Linked DNA regions of Zea mays: region 2 is linked to region 1. Evidence: chromatin contacts called from public Hi-C data. All regions are on one chromosome and are shown on one strand. Each heading gives the region's core, a stretch centred on a gene start, on an enhancer-like site or on the middle of the called end of the contact. The rest is flanking DNA. Distances are from core to core; before and after follow the strand shown.

The links. A called contact is a pair of places that touch in the nucleus more often than the background predicts.
Region 2: a contact with region 1 is called in a Hi-C map of tassel, with 5 times the contacts expected there. The contact joins two enhancer-like sites. A contact is called at or near these places in 6 of 25 Hi-C or Micro-C datasets (ear, endosperm, leaf and 2 more).

Annotation. Positions count from the first base shown.
Region 1 is chr5:112,553,877-112,558,284 of Zm-B73-REFERENCE-NAM-5.0, forward strand. No RefSeq gene overlaps it. Among protein-coding and RNA genes, the nearest start is that of LOC118472046, 120 kb to the left of the region's middle. Within about 2 kb of position 2,640, at least 13 of the 20 cell types and tissues checked have an H3K27ac peak or open chromatin away from gene starts, as enhancers often do. A contact at or near this core is called in tassel, where this site is marked.
Region 2 is chr5:112,833,807-112,837,986 of Zm-B73-REFERENCE-NAM-5.0, forward strand. No RefSeq gene overlaps it. Among protein-coding and RNA genes, the nearest start is that of LOC100280217, 56 kb to the right of the region's middle. Within about 2 kb of position 2,590, at least 6 of the 20 cell types and tissues checked have an H3K27ac peak or open chromatin away from gene starts, as enhancers often do. A contact at or near this core is called in tassel, where this site is marked.

The sequences.
Region 1 (4,408 bases), core at 1,390-3,889:
CCAAAATTAAGTTTACAAATGGTTCCAAGGATTGAAGGGGATTAAACTCTCTTCTAGCCAAAATTAAATAAGAGGGAATTTAATCCACTCGCAACCGAACAAGTCTTCATATGTGCATGTTTGATATATTACCACCCGATCTAGTCGTGAATTGTATTTATACTATTATTATTTAAAGGCAAGAAATGGTCCTGAGACAGAGTGGCGGCGCTTGGATGAGAAAAACGACAACAGAGATCGCACTACAGTGCAAAAATCCTCTGCAGTCTGCAGCCTGACTTGTCCGTTTTGTATCTTGTCAGCCTCCAGTAGCGCAACCTTATTTCACAGTTCTTTAATTCCAAGCTCACCGATGTCAACTGAGAACATCGCTGGCTGCTCAAGTCAACCACTAAACAAGCTAAAACCACCAAGAACACAGGGGCTGCGCGCAGACATGTACTGCAGCTGTCCTGACGAGACGACTTAAGAAAGCAAAAAAAATCTGCACATTTTACTTGCGTTTGCTCGAACCTCGAATCGGTCTCGTGTTCTTGATCAAGTACGTGCTCGCCTTAGTCGTCTGAGCCAACACCACTGTACTTTGAGAAGGTTTTTAAACTCCCTCCATAGCTGTTTGCCTCAGATGTTGTTCCTCCCTCCCTCGAGAAACGAGAGCAAGTGGCCGCGGGCGATCGCCGGCCTGCACGCGCACGGTCACGCCCCAAGAGTCTACGCGCTTTGCTTGATCGCAACAGTACGTGTAGTGCTGCCAGTGCCACTGCCAGGAGATGGCAGCTCAGAAGCTTCCGAGTGCAGCCAGCAGCCACTGCATGCTATTGCTTCGTGGACACTGTAGACAAATTTAATTACCCGTGGCTGCATCGGCGAATACAAATTTAATTCACCGCTGCTGCTCTCGAGGAAGTCGATCGAGATCCCAAATCAATTGTTTTTTTTTCACATCCCCGGAGCAACATCCATGGCTAGCTCTTCCTAGATTGCAGAGAAGCCGGCCTGCGCATCGGGGCGGCTGCTCGGCGAGCTTTAATCAACCGATGCAGTGTCCATCCACAGTACTAGTAGAAATTTGGTTCCGGTAACTACCTGAACTGAACAAGAAACCACAATGGCTCTTTGTATGTGCCAGACAGACGTCCGGCCATGCAGCTGTTGGTAGCGGCCGGCAGCGGCGCCGATCCCCCCGTTGCCCACAGAATAAGGAAGGGTCCTCTGGGCACATGGCGCCAAGCGGGCATGACACAAGGTCGGCTCGGGCGCTGCACCCACCCCTCATGGTTTCCAGCTCGGCATGAGAGACATCCGAGGCCCAATTAATAGGCCACATGAGACGCTAACCACTTGATTACGATCGATCTCCACTAGGTAATGGCACGGCGGCACAGGGCCCCAGGGAAATCCCTCTCCACATACACTGATGCCATGCCATGCCATGCCATGCTCCATCTTCTCAGCTAGTGGTAGTGAGCTAGGTCCCTGATTTGTGCCGATGAATCTGCCCCGGAAAGAGCAGAGCAGCAAAAGCGTCTGCTTTGCTCCAACGATTTGAATTTAAAAACAGAGCTCCGCACTGCTGCAATCGGCAATCCTACGGAATGAAAAGGATCCGTACCATACTGCTATACTGCATATATACTATTATATCTCGAGATATAGTGATATACTATAGCATCTGGCTTTGTGCCACAACTTGCTCTTCTAGGGAGGGAAATCTGGTAGTTTACAATTACAAGGCCAGAGATTACAGAACCTAATTAATCACTAACGCGAGCGATAAGATATTTTTCTTCTTCTTCTCGATCGATGCGACTCCGTCTTTTTGATTGTAACAGACATTGATGCTGGAGATGGACAACTAGTAGTAGGTTCCAGGTTTCCAATGGATGGATGGAATGCTTGCCACCCTAGATTTGTGTCTGCGGTGCCACCATATATATGCTTGCCTACTTTTATTAGTCAGTCAATTAGTTAGTTAGTTAGTTAATCAGGCCAGCTGCAACACGGGCATGGAGTGGCAGTTAACATCTGCACTCATCACACTGGACGTTAACATCTGCAGTGCAGTGCAGTGCACAGCACAGCCTGCTGAGCTGCCATTGCACATTTGCACCTGGCCAGTGCTGTGCGATGGCGCAGGAATCTTTAACTGAAGCAAAGCGCTGGCTCGTCACCAGATCGGACTCGAGAGCGTCAGAGCACTGAGGCACAGGAGGGGGGGAAGGACGGACAGCACATCGCGCATCTGCTGCAAATCTGGTGGGCACTACTACTCCTACCGAAAAGGCAAGGCTGCGGCTGCCAAAACGCCAAGCTTGTGCAGGGCAGGATGTGATCGATCCAGAGGGCAATAAAATGTGGAGGCACGCAGGGTCGCAGCAATAGCAAGGCTGGCTGCTTCTGTACTGTACCCGCGCTGGGCTGAGCTACTGTCGCCAACGCCATCACTCTCGCTCGCTACTGGCGAAAGGGAGGCACGCTACACTAGGATCAAGGGTGGAAGCTGAATTATTGAGAGAGAGAGAGAGAGAGAGAGAGATGTCGTTGGATTGATGGATGCCATTGCCATGCCATATGGCTGGTAGCGGCCGGAGGGCCAAGGACATGGCAGCGCTGCTGCGTCCTTCTCTCTCCAATCTCCATGCAGGGTACTACGGCATGGGTATTGCTAGCACCAAGCAGTGGTACTCGTTTAGCTCTATCTGTGTACCGTCCATGATATGGACCATCACATGCGCAGCACATGAGAGGCTGGCGGCGGCTACTGCAAGAGCAGCAGCCGCTAGCTGTTGTGGCCGGGCTTGGGGCATGGCGTTGCATACATAACCGTGTACCACCGACCGACCGCAGCCGATCGATCCATCAGATCTTGTGCGCGGCGACGTTTGTCGTGCATGCCATCGAGTTGCCCAGTTCATTTCATTTCCCGCCACCGGCATGCATGTCGCCATGCCAGCGTACCGCCGGTACGTACCTGGAGGCACGCGGTTAAGAAATATATGGAGTGCAAATGCAACCTCTCATGAATGCATGGCTCAGAGTCAGAGCCATGTATGTGGTCATGGCTGCACTGCAGGAGTGATGCAGCCAGCTTTTCTTTTCCATGGCACAAGGATGAGGATGAGTTGGTGCAAATGCGCGCACACATACACATACTCCTGACATAGCAGATTAGCAGGCTGTGCCTCTCTACTGTCTTATCATCAGGTGCAGTGCAGCAGAAAACTACACATTTACCGCTAGTCGAGTACCGTAGAGATGAACAGAAGATTCATGTGGGCATGACCAGGTAGTACTTGTGCCATGATCCTCCATTCACCGCCAGCCAGAAGCACTGAAGACGTAAGGCAGGCAGCAGGCAGCCATGCAAGCACAGCACGGAAACGTACGCGTACGGGCCCTCTGGTGCGTGTTGCTTTATGTTGCGTCAGCGATCCGAGAGATATTCATCAGAGCAGAGCATCTGCTGGCTGCGGCGGAGCGGAGCGGATGGAGGCGGCCCGCGGCCAGCGCCATGCGCCTAGCGGAAAGCCCATGCAGGGGCAGGCAGCCAGGCAGGGCGCCAGCCGGCACACGATACAAAGCAACGCTACGCTACGCTACGCGACGCGCGCGACGCGACGGCAGCGGCAGTGCCATCATTCAAGAGGTTCGTTACGCTGGCTGGCATGGCAGGGGCAGCAAGCGGCAGGCGCCAGTGGCTGGTGAATGTCCATGTCGTGGCAGAGGAGGGGCAGGGAGGGGCGCCAGGGCGTCGCCTGGTCCCGGCCTGGTCGTGTCCGTGTCCGTGTCCACCCCCACCCAAAAGTAAACCCCTCCTCCCTCTCGATTGTCTCTGCATTTATATTTATAGTTTCGTAAAAATACATTTTGTGATTAGTTTAATATAATTTATCTATATAATTTATATTGTAAATGTCAATATATTTTTATCTATAATTGATTATACTTATAAGATATTAAAGCACCGCAATATATTAGAATTGCATTCTTTCTAGAACGGTGGGAAGCAGGAAGTACTCTAGTTGGCTGCACATAGATCGGTGTCTAAATACTAGCGTCGTTTGGCTATCTGAATCGGTTCTGATTCTTATTATAATCCTGAGAAACACAGCAAAGAGGATAACTGTGAAACATTACAGTCAAGAAACGTTTCTCGATATCTGTCTTGTCCTTGAGTCAGCCGGAGAGTAGTTCCACATTGTTTTTATTGTATTGTAATAAAAATGAGATCGAGGGAATCAAATGACAGCCACTGTTCATTGTTGAAGGGTGATTACATATATATACACATGGAGGGGTGCAAACCAAGAGACATGTCCTTTGCTGAGATCACCGCCACCACTTGGAGAATTGACGACATGTTTATTTTCCAACACTCCCCCTTGATCGATTCTAACTTCATTTGATC
Region 2 (4,180 bases), core at 1,340-3,839, 280 kb after region 1:
TCCCAACTTCTTAACATTTCAGTCTTCGGCGCATATTTTCCGACAATTTTAACAGCCCCCGACTCCACTTCTCGCACGAAAGCGGCTGCATCCCATCCGTGCAAGTCCACGGTGAAGGCTGGGCTTCACACCAATTTATCCCCCAGGGTTGGCATCCAGCGAGGTATAATCTCACCCAAAGCCCACCCGTGCGCCAAAGGCCACACTCCGCTAGCGATGAACTTTTCCACCAAGTCACATCCACTGCTCAGACGGGCTACGTAGCGAACGACCTCCTCGTCTTGATCCCCCTTCGCCACCTTAACTGTGGAAACGCCATATAACAATACGAGCACAAGATAGCAAGGGGCAAACTGGGCAACCTTCGACGTCGCATGGTGCCACATAAAACCAGAACTCCCACTAGTTACACCACTTATTTTCGCACACGGAACAATCTCGATAACTTCAGCTGAGGTCTTTCCAGTCCTCGGCGTAAAGGTGCAGTACCCAAACTGAGCAATCATTCCACCTAACTTCCTTTTTTTGCCAGTGCAGACAGTAATTTTTCGTGAAGACTTCAACAGATGGTTCCCCACCATCTGAGGACATAGCCCACACATACTTCGCCAGCACCGCCATAACATTCGGTGTCAATTGATGAATTTGCACCTCAAACCTCCGTAGAACTTCAACCACGAACCGATGTGCTGGCAAACGAAGACTAGCAGCAAAAAAAGCCTCAAACACAACCAACTCTCCCTCCGGCTCAGGGACATCTTCAGCCCCTTGAGCCCGCCCAACTCCGCTTCCAAAGTAACCCAGCCGCTGCATCTCCAGCATGCAGCCCGAGTAAATCCTCAAGGTCTCGAATTCAACCGTATGACCGGCTACAGGTCCACCGCTGCAGAATCGCAATCGTCTTCTCAGACGACAATGTGGTCGACGACGCGGTCGCAATGGATGACAACGAGGAAGAGGACGGCATGGTCATGTACCGTCGGCGATGGCGAGCAGTCTGCTTGATGCGAGCCAGATCTTTGGTAGAGCGAGAGCAGAGAGGGCAAGCAAGCAAATGAAAGAGCTAGGGTTTCAGCAGCGGGCGCTCAAACAGGTGAAAAGCTCCAGCCTGGGCCCGACTTTTTATAGGCCAGGAGCAGCGCCTCGAGAACTCAACAGTCCCACAGTAACACGTCTCGTCAACGGTCACATTTCAAAAAAAACCTGCAGGACCACTTCGAGCGAGGGCAGCATTTTTGCCATCTTACGACAGATTTCGTCACCAGCTGACTTAGTCGAACTGGTCCCTCGGAGTGCAAATGTTGGGGCGAAGGCGCAACGCCCCCTCGCTCGAGAGGCCATCGTCAGAGGATTCAAGATTGGAGACCCTGAAGGCTTGAAGAGTGAGCTACATTACGAAGTGCATGGGGAGAACGCGCAGGCAAAGACTCGGGTGCTACCTCCACCTGGACAGGCTAGGGCGAAGACCATCAAGGACTTCGGAGACTGAACATTCAGGACTGTGAAGACCATGCATTGTAACCTGCCACTAATTGTAATAAGGGGCCCATGTATAGTTGGCCCATGCTACAGGATCCCGCCCGTAGGCCTCCGCGCGGGCAGAGCTGTTAGTGGGTCAGCCCATGTTTGTAATTAATTACGTTGTAATGACCCGCCATAACCCCCAGGGGGGAATATTCTGGGGATAACGTAGGTAATTGAGGGTATAATCGTATTTGACGGGGCAAAGCCGACCCTCGATTACCTATAAATACCCTCGTACTGCACCATTGCGGGCGATAGAAAAAAAACATTGTTGTCCTAATACATGTTGTCCTAATACACTGTGTTTATCGGCATCAAGTTGTTTCCCATTCTTCCACTATTTGAGCTTGGCTGACCGCGAGTTAGCAAGTTCTAACACAAACATGCCAGTTTATGCTTCAATTTATAGAAATTAGATTCACATTTCCTTAAAAACCAAGAAGTTGGCCTCTCCTAGCTTAAAAAAATAAAATTGGTTTCTTAAAAACTGGATTGTTCCAAACACGACCGAAGTTTGCTCAATAATTGCACATCTTCCGACTGTAGGGCCCCATAAGATATATACTCTAGGATCATGTCGAACCACTGTTATTGGAAAAGGTGGAAAGGTTTTTGCATGCCATCCATGGAAAACGTAACTGTAACTGCTCTTGTTTCTTCACTAGGTATGGAATGGATACCGGATACAATGGCAAATTCCAAAAGAGAACTGTAAATCGCCTGAAAAACAAAAGAGTACATAGATGCCGACACAGAGCAATGTATGTCAGTGTGTGGCTTAGCAGCTAAAGAGATACATAAGGCTTAGGTTTTTTACCACTACACAAATTAGTGCTCTAACGATGAAGAAAGAGATGAAGAGAATGGCAAACCCATAGCCTCTGTGTCACCATCGCCACGAGAACCATCGGATGGACGTGCCATGGCGGCACACAAAGCCAAAGCCGCCTTGAGGTCAGGATTCTTACATAGCAAACAGGGAGAAAATCTTTGCCTCTGAGCACGCGCATCATGGAGGCATGGAGCCATCAGCCACCGCACTGAAATCATGTGGGAGAAGAAGAAACAGCCAAGCAGTACACTGACGCCAACCTGAACCTGATGGCTGACTCCACAAGCCTCAGACCATAGTGTTTCCCAGCCATCTGGCACATCTCCGTGGATCTGTCCACTAACTGCTAGCTTTATCTGAATACCTGCGCTCTTGACATGCCAATAGACGATGCATTGAAAAGGGATGTTGTTAGCCTGTTACATAGTGAACAGGGACCACTTCAGGTGCTCTACTACCTCAAAAGAATGGACTCTGCCACAACGAAACAAATGCAAAGATAAAGCCTATCCTAAGAGTTCGCCTGTGAGAACTGAGGAGGAGATGTGATGCCAATGCCATGCCCATGCATGAGGAAATTGAGTGACTACTTGAGTCGGTTCTGACTTCAGGTTATGTCATGCGAGAAAAAAGCCTGCCAATGCAGTTACCAACACGCACTAAAATGTGCTGTCAAGCAGAGCAGAGCAGCCAGCCAAGTGGGCATCAATCCTGTCCTGTTATGATGACAGTAGACAGGTGACTTGAAAACATATAGAAAGTGTCTGTTTTGTTGTTACAGTACCCTGTCTGTTCTTGGCTTCTTGCTCCTCTCTAATAATCCCACGTGAGAAACATCTACAGATCACCGTCGATGGTTTAGAAAAAAAAATGGCAAAAGCTTGCCTTTCAGTTAAGAAGGGAAATAAATTTTAAACACATTAAAGATTGGGGCTAACTCTGAAGAGGCTTACCCCGTCTTTCTCCTTACCTCCAATCGACCTTGTGCTGTCCATAAGCAGTTCTAAAAAATTTGTCCAATTCCGTCTCTTTCCAGAGGTTGCCATTGGAATGCCAGTATTACTTTTTTTTCCAGCCTTTTGTGTCGTTGCTTCCCACCCAGAGCTGAATCGTCCGTGCCAGTGTTCTTAAGCCAACGCTTGACGCCAAATAAATTTTCAAGTGGTCTATTGCACAAAACCTAATAGTGTCATGGTGAGGCTATCCCCTTGAATTGAAGTCAATATCCGTCATGAGAATTTTGCTCTATACGAGTGTCCAACAAACAACCTACACTTGTTTTTGTCAGTAAAGAGAAGCAGGGTTTTTGTCCCGAGCGCAAGGGAAAGAGGAAACCTTCAAGTCGCATCTGGAAGGCAGTGCTCACACTCACAGTATGGCCGAAATATCGGCTGTAAATGGTTTCATAGTTTGTTTAACACTTGCCTGTTCCCTGGTGAATAGTCTTGACAGTCAAAAAAATCTTTTTAGCCTTGTTTTATTCTGCAGCTGACATTTGTTCGGTTAAGAATGCATTGGAGACATTAAGTGATAAAATCTCTTACTAGTTAAAATTAAATAAAAATAAATTTAATTTTTTTAAAGCTTGTTTGATTATATGGGTGGATTGAGGGCATTGGAGAGGATTAAGGGTCTGTTTAGATCCTTGTGGCAAATAGTTTGCCGGCTAATTTTAGCACCTTCACCTCCAAATAGGCTGACTAATAAATTGGCTAATTGTTAGTCGAAGAACCAGTAAATAGTTTGCCCATAACCAGTTAACGTTGCTAATAGGAACTAATAGATCGTACAAAGATAGCCAAGGCTACAAACATACCCTAGTTA